Regions from separate parts of the Hordeum vulgare genome. Here region 2 is linked to region 1. A link is a contact called in public Hi-C data. All regions are on one chromosome and are shown on one strand. Each heading gives the region's core, a stretch centred on a gene start, on an enhancer-like site or on the middle of the called end of the contact. The rest is flanking DNA. Distances are from core to core; before and after follow the strand shown. Region 1 holds the start of LOC123426641 (1,4-alpha-glucan-branching enzyme 2, chloroplastic/amyloplastic-like). Region 2 holds the start of LOC123426646 (neutral/alkaline invertase 3, chloroplastic-like).

Region 1 (2,700 bases), core at 162-2,661:
ACCGAAGGCCGTTGTTTGCATGTGTACAAATTTTGATACTAAAGGCCCCATTTTTTAGTATACCGACAGATGCATTTACAATTTCATTTACACATATGTACAATACATATTGTAGAGAAGAATGGCGCGATCTTCTTTTTATATCATATGTACAATCTATAAAAAAACTTATATTTAGGAACCAAGGGAGTACATGATATCGTGTGCGTTCCTGGCAATCAATAACAATAAATTTTGAAAGATTTTGATTGTATTTAGTTATTGCATAGGTGAACATATCTATTGAATATAAGTGTCACAATATAATGATTTTTTTTTTGCATATAAGAGTGGATATGTGCATTGGATCAACTAATAATGGAAAACTTGTTTGCATGCATATTGTGACGAGCCTTTAATGAGTTGGTATGTGCGCATATATTAACTTAATAGAGTAGTGAGAATCGAAAGTAACTTTCTACTCCCTCTGTCCTAAAATAAGTGACTTAAAAATGACTTAATTTTATACTGAAGTTAGTATAAAACTAAATCATTTTTGAGTCACTTATTTTAGAACGGAGAGAGTACATCTGATCTCAAATGCTCCTCCTGTAAACAGTATAATAAAAATATAGAAAAATCTGAATTGTTTCAGACATATTTAAAAATGTTTGTTGTGTATGTAAAATTTCATGACGAAATTACATTTATGAAAGTCATGGTAAAAATAAAATAAAATCAGAACTACAAAATGCGTCTGAAAGTATCGATTTTGTTTTTTTTACCATGTCTTTCACAAATATATTTCGCGATGAAATTTTATATGCACACAAACATTTCTTAAAGCATGACTTAAAAAATACTCTCTCCGTTTTAAGATAACTGTCTCAAGCTTATTACTCCCTGCATCTCAAAATAAATGTCTCAACTTTGTATTATCTCTATACAAAGTTGTACTAAGCTTGAGACAGTTATTTTAAAACGGAGGGAGTATAATTTTATATTAGAGCTAATATAAAATTGATACAATTATTTTGGGGCGGAGGGAGTATTTTAGGATGCGATATCTAGCTCGCAATAGACACCCCATCGTCACCAACTGCTTTTGTCTGGGAGATGGTAAATACGGAGTATTTTGTAAACAAAAAGAAAAGAAAAAAAATGAATAAACGAGGGTACTAGAAGCCGGTAACGGCATGGCCAGCTAAACGCGCTCCCAGCCGTTGGTTTGCGATCTCGTCCTCCCTCCCGTCCCCTACGCAACGTCGCCTCCGTCCGTCCATCGCTGCCACCTCTGCGCGCGCGCACGAGGGAGGAAGACGACGCCGCGCACACACACACACACACACACACACACACACTCCCCGTGGGGCCCTTTTCCGGCTTGGCGTCTATCTCCTCTCCCCCGCCCATCCCCATGCACTTCACAGTACCCGCCAGCTTCCACCCCCGCCGCACACGTTGCTCCCCCTTCTCATCGCTTCTCAATTAATATCTCCCATCACTCCCCTCACTCGGTCGGCCTCGGGTTCCGCGCTGCTGCATTTCGGCCGGCGTGTTGAGTGAGATCTGGGCGACCGACTCGCTCGCTCGCTGCGCGGGAGATGGCGACGTTCGCGGTGTCCGGCGCGACCCTCGGTGTGGCGCGGGCCGCCGGCGGAGCGCTGCCGCGATCCGGCTCGGAGCGGAGGGGCGGGCTGGACTTGCCGTCGCTGCTCCTCAGGAAGAAGGACTCCTCTCGTACGCCTCGCTCGCTCGAATCTCCCCGTTTGTTTTTGCCCCCCCTTCTCTCTCCCTCTGCGCGCGCACGGCCTGTTCGATACCGTTCCCCAATTGATCTGCATGAATGAGAGAGATTGCTGGATTAGGCGATCGCGCTTCCTGAGCCTGTATTTTTTTTCCCGTGCGGGTAAATGCGTTAGTGTTACCCAGGCCCTGGCGTTACCACGGCTTTGATCATTTCCTCCTTTCATTCTGATATATGTTTTCCCACTCTTTTTCTTCCTGTTCTTGCTGTAGCTGCAAGTTGTAGCGTCGTTTCACTATCGTAGCCATCCTTGCATTTGCAGGCGCCGTCCTGAGCTGCGCGGCCGCTCCAGGGAAGGTCCTGGTGCCTGACGGTGAGAGCGACGACTTGGCCGCCACTCCAGCGCAACCTGAAGAATTACAGGTACACACCGTGGTGCGGGAAAATCTTCACACAGCCGTTATTTCACTTACCAAATGTCGGATGAAACCAAGCCGCAGAGGCGTCAGGTTTCAAGCTTCTTCTATCAGCATTGTGCAGTACTCCACTGCCTTGTGCATTTTGTTAGCTGTTGTGCCGTGCTGGCTCTTGGGCCACTGAAAACTCAGATGGATGTGCAGTCTAGCAAGAGCTTCACAAAATAATGCACTGTTTTGGTTTCGTTACTCTGCTCTACAATTGCTATTTTTCGTGCTGTAGGTACCTGAAGATATCGAGGAGGAAATGGCGGAAGTAAACATGACAGGGGGGGCTGCAGAAAAACTTGAATCTTCAGAACCGACTCAGGGTATTGCGGAAACAATCACTGATGGTGTAACCAAAGGAGTTAAAGAACTAGTCGTTGGGGAGAAACCGCAAGTTGTCCCAAAACCAGGAGATGGGCAAAAAATATACGAGATTGACCCAACGCTGAAAGATTTTCGGAGCCATCTTGACTACCGGTAATGCCTGCCTCCTACTTTTGCTCATTTTGA
Region 2 (2,700 bases), core at 58-2,557, 330 kb before region 1:
AGAGCTTCAAGATCAATTTTATTCCAGTCTGGACATCGATTCTCTCGTGAAACGTAAGGTCGCCTGAACATTTTCCATATGCCCTCAGTAATATGATCCACCATAGACCTGAAAACCATCATTAGGGCTCTTTATTTTTATGCTATATGCGTATTAACAGAGTCAACGTTACCTGAATTAAAAGGTTTATTAAAAAAATACCTGAATCAACTGGTGCCACACGGCCTATAGCAGCCTCCCCAAAATCAGGATCGAGGACTTCCTCAGTTGCGCCCTCATCATCACCTTCAAGCGGAACAACACGCACCTTGAAACTAGCTGGCATCAAGCCTTGCCCTGGACTGTGGCAGTCCATGGTTTTCTCCCAGCTCTATGGATGGTCAACAATCAGTTTTTACAAATTATTACAAGCTTCAATGCTTCATACATGATACGCAGTACATTGAGCAGAATGGTATCCTGATTTATTGCCCTCAACTAATAATTTCATATAGGTTGTTCTTAATCGTATTGGAACCGAGGAGCATCAACATACATCATCAATGATTCAATTGCATACACATTATTGACACCACTTCTGATTGACACAGGTAAGAGGAGCATAACCGAAACACTAGTATTATGAAGGGGTGACCTGACCTGGAGCTGGAGCGTGTGCAGGATGAAGTTGCGGACGATGTCGTACTCCCCCTTGAGCAGGAAGGCGATGCCCGAGGGCACGAAGTCCCGGATGAAGACCTGGTCGTAGTTGAGCGGGCTGGAGTCGTTGGGGTCGCAGGCGGCGATGGTGCCCACGGGGCTGCCGCAGTAGCTCACCACCGACTCCCGGAGGAGCCCCCACGCCTCCTCCTCCAGGTCACTCGCCGCGCGCCGCCTCCGCTGCGGTGCGTGGTCTGGCTGGCCTGCGGCGGCGCCGTTGAAGTCTCTCCCGTCAGCGTCGACGGTGGGGGCCTTGAGGGCGGGGTCATGGTCGTGCGCTCTCGGGTTGCTGCTGGGATGCAGCGAGCTGGCGGCGCGAGGAGGGCTCCGCCTCCTCCCGCCCTTCCTCCTCGCATGGGATCCGAATCCGAATCCGACCCCGACCCTGAGGGAGGTGGGCCGCGGGGGCGCCGCGCCGGAGCACCCGAGATGCAGCCGCAGCGGGGCGGCGGCCTGTGCGATCCCCATGCGCTGCTGAGAGAGTCGTCGAGAGTCGAGTCGAGCCGCAAAAGCGAAACTACCGGGATTGATTGGCTGTGCGTGGGGCACGAGGGGGATGCAAACAAGGCGTTCGAGTGGGCGAAGCGGCGTTTGGGTTCGTAGCTGAGGCTGTCAGTCACGGAGGGGGAGGGCGACGGGGCGTGGCCACCACTCGGTGCTTCTCCCCGTATACACGCCACGCCACGCCACGCCTCTGCCTGCCTCGATGCTCTCTTTTAGTTTTGCCTCTATCTCTACGAGCGTTAATCAGTTGTTTTTTCAGACCAACACAGGTAACCAAATTCAGAAGGCCATACATAAAAGAATATTCCAAAGGCTAGGCTAAATAAAAGAGTACTGAAAAGATTTTTGAACTTGAGTAAGAATGTGAAATCGTACTATGTTGTACAACAGGAAATGTTACATTCTCCCACAATGTTCCTTTTTGGGAAACATTCTCTCACAATGTTACATTCTCCCACAATGTTCTCCAGCCCTAGCAGCTGCTGTTAGTTAGGAGTAGATCCTAAAATGTCAATCAACCAACTATGTTCCAACCCAGGATGTTAAACTGCACAGCAGCCGCTCAGGAAAGACTTTCAGCTTCCACCTACATGCATCGCCAAGACTCCGATTTCAATGTCCGCCGTCATCGTGATCATTGTCATTGTCGCCTTCATAGTACTCGTCGTCACGATGAACCTGCTTGTCTTGGGTATGCTCTGCATGACATAATATACACTTCTGTAAGAAAAGAAAAATGATGACACGGTTCAAAAGGACTGGACACAATACCAGGCAAGGAACTGACTGGCTGAAGAAGAGTGCAACCAGTTTAAGAATAAATAGATAGCAAAACGGATCACATTTATTTCAGGGGGAATTTCTCATTATGTGGCGTGCATATGCTTCGAGAGGACAATGGCGAGTTTGCACGGAGAAATCATCAAGTTGTTACTCGTCCATATGAGCACGTAAGACATGCCATAGGTATTTCACTTACGGTCAACGCGTTCATCAGGATCCAGCTCGTCTTCATCAAAGTCTGGGACATAGAAATCTGGTGGAACCTGCAAAATAAATTCATCGTGTATCCGGTCACTGCTCAGAAACAACAAACTACACTACTCTGGTGGAAGCAAGAAAAAAGGAAGACAACAATAGATGCAAAGGCATAATCTAGTGTTCAGATACTATCCATCCCCAGTTTCAATTCGGAGATTTAAACATGCGAGTGGGAATACAAACTGAAACTAACCTCTTGCATCTGAACGCCAGGTGCATGTTGTATGGCCCGCAAACTCTCCATGACTTGCACTTTGATTGAACTGAGATACGTCTTACTATTCAGGTTGTCCTGTTCCATTCATCAATAGGAAGACAAATATCATTTGCACATCTACACATCTCTAATAAAGAAACAAAAGGATGTTCTAGTTGGTGGTACCCAGTATATAAAAAGCATGACGCACCAAACAGCAGTTAAATATTTCCACAACAGGCAGGCGTAGAATTAGAAAG

What was found. Hi-C and Micro-C count contacts between places; a contact is called where the count stands out from the background.
Region 2: a contact with region 1 is called in a Hi-C map of seedling, with 10 times the contacts expected there. The contact joins the promoter of LOC123426646 here to the promoter of LOC123426641 in region 1. A contact is called at or near these places in 4 of 6 Hi-C or Micro-C datasets (leaf and seedling) and 1 of 1 datasets of contacts at active chromatin or transcription factors (embryo).

What each region holds. Positions count from the first base shown.
Region 1 is chr2H:457,648,369-457,651,068 of MorexV3_pseudomolecules_assembly, reverse strand. It overlaps LOC123426641 (1,4-alpha-glucan-branching enzyme 2, chloroplastic/amyloplastic-like), which reads left to right and starts at 1,411. Exons shown (of 22, transcript XM_045110506.1): 1 at 1,411-1,719; 2 at 2,049-2,149; 3 at 2,426-2,667. The coding sequence starts at 1,584.
Region 2 is chr2H:457,982,411-457,985,110 of MorexV3_pseudomolecules_assembly, reverse strand. It overlaps LOC123426646 (neutral/alkaline invertase 3, chloroplastic-like), which reads right to left and starts at 1,307. Exons shown (of 6, transcript XM_045110511.1): 1 at 640-1,307; 2 at 202-370; 3 at 1-108. The coding sequence starts at 1,167. LOC123426647 (histone deacetylase 9) reads right to left here. Exons shown (of 14, transcript XM_045110512.1): 12 at 2,438-2,536; 13 at 2,183-2,249; 14 at 1,527-1,901. The coding sequence ends at 1,816.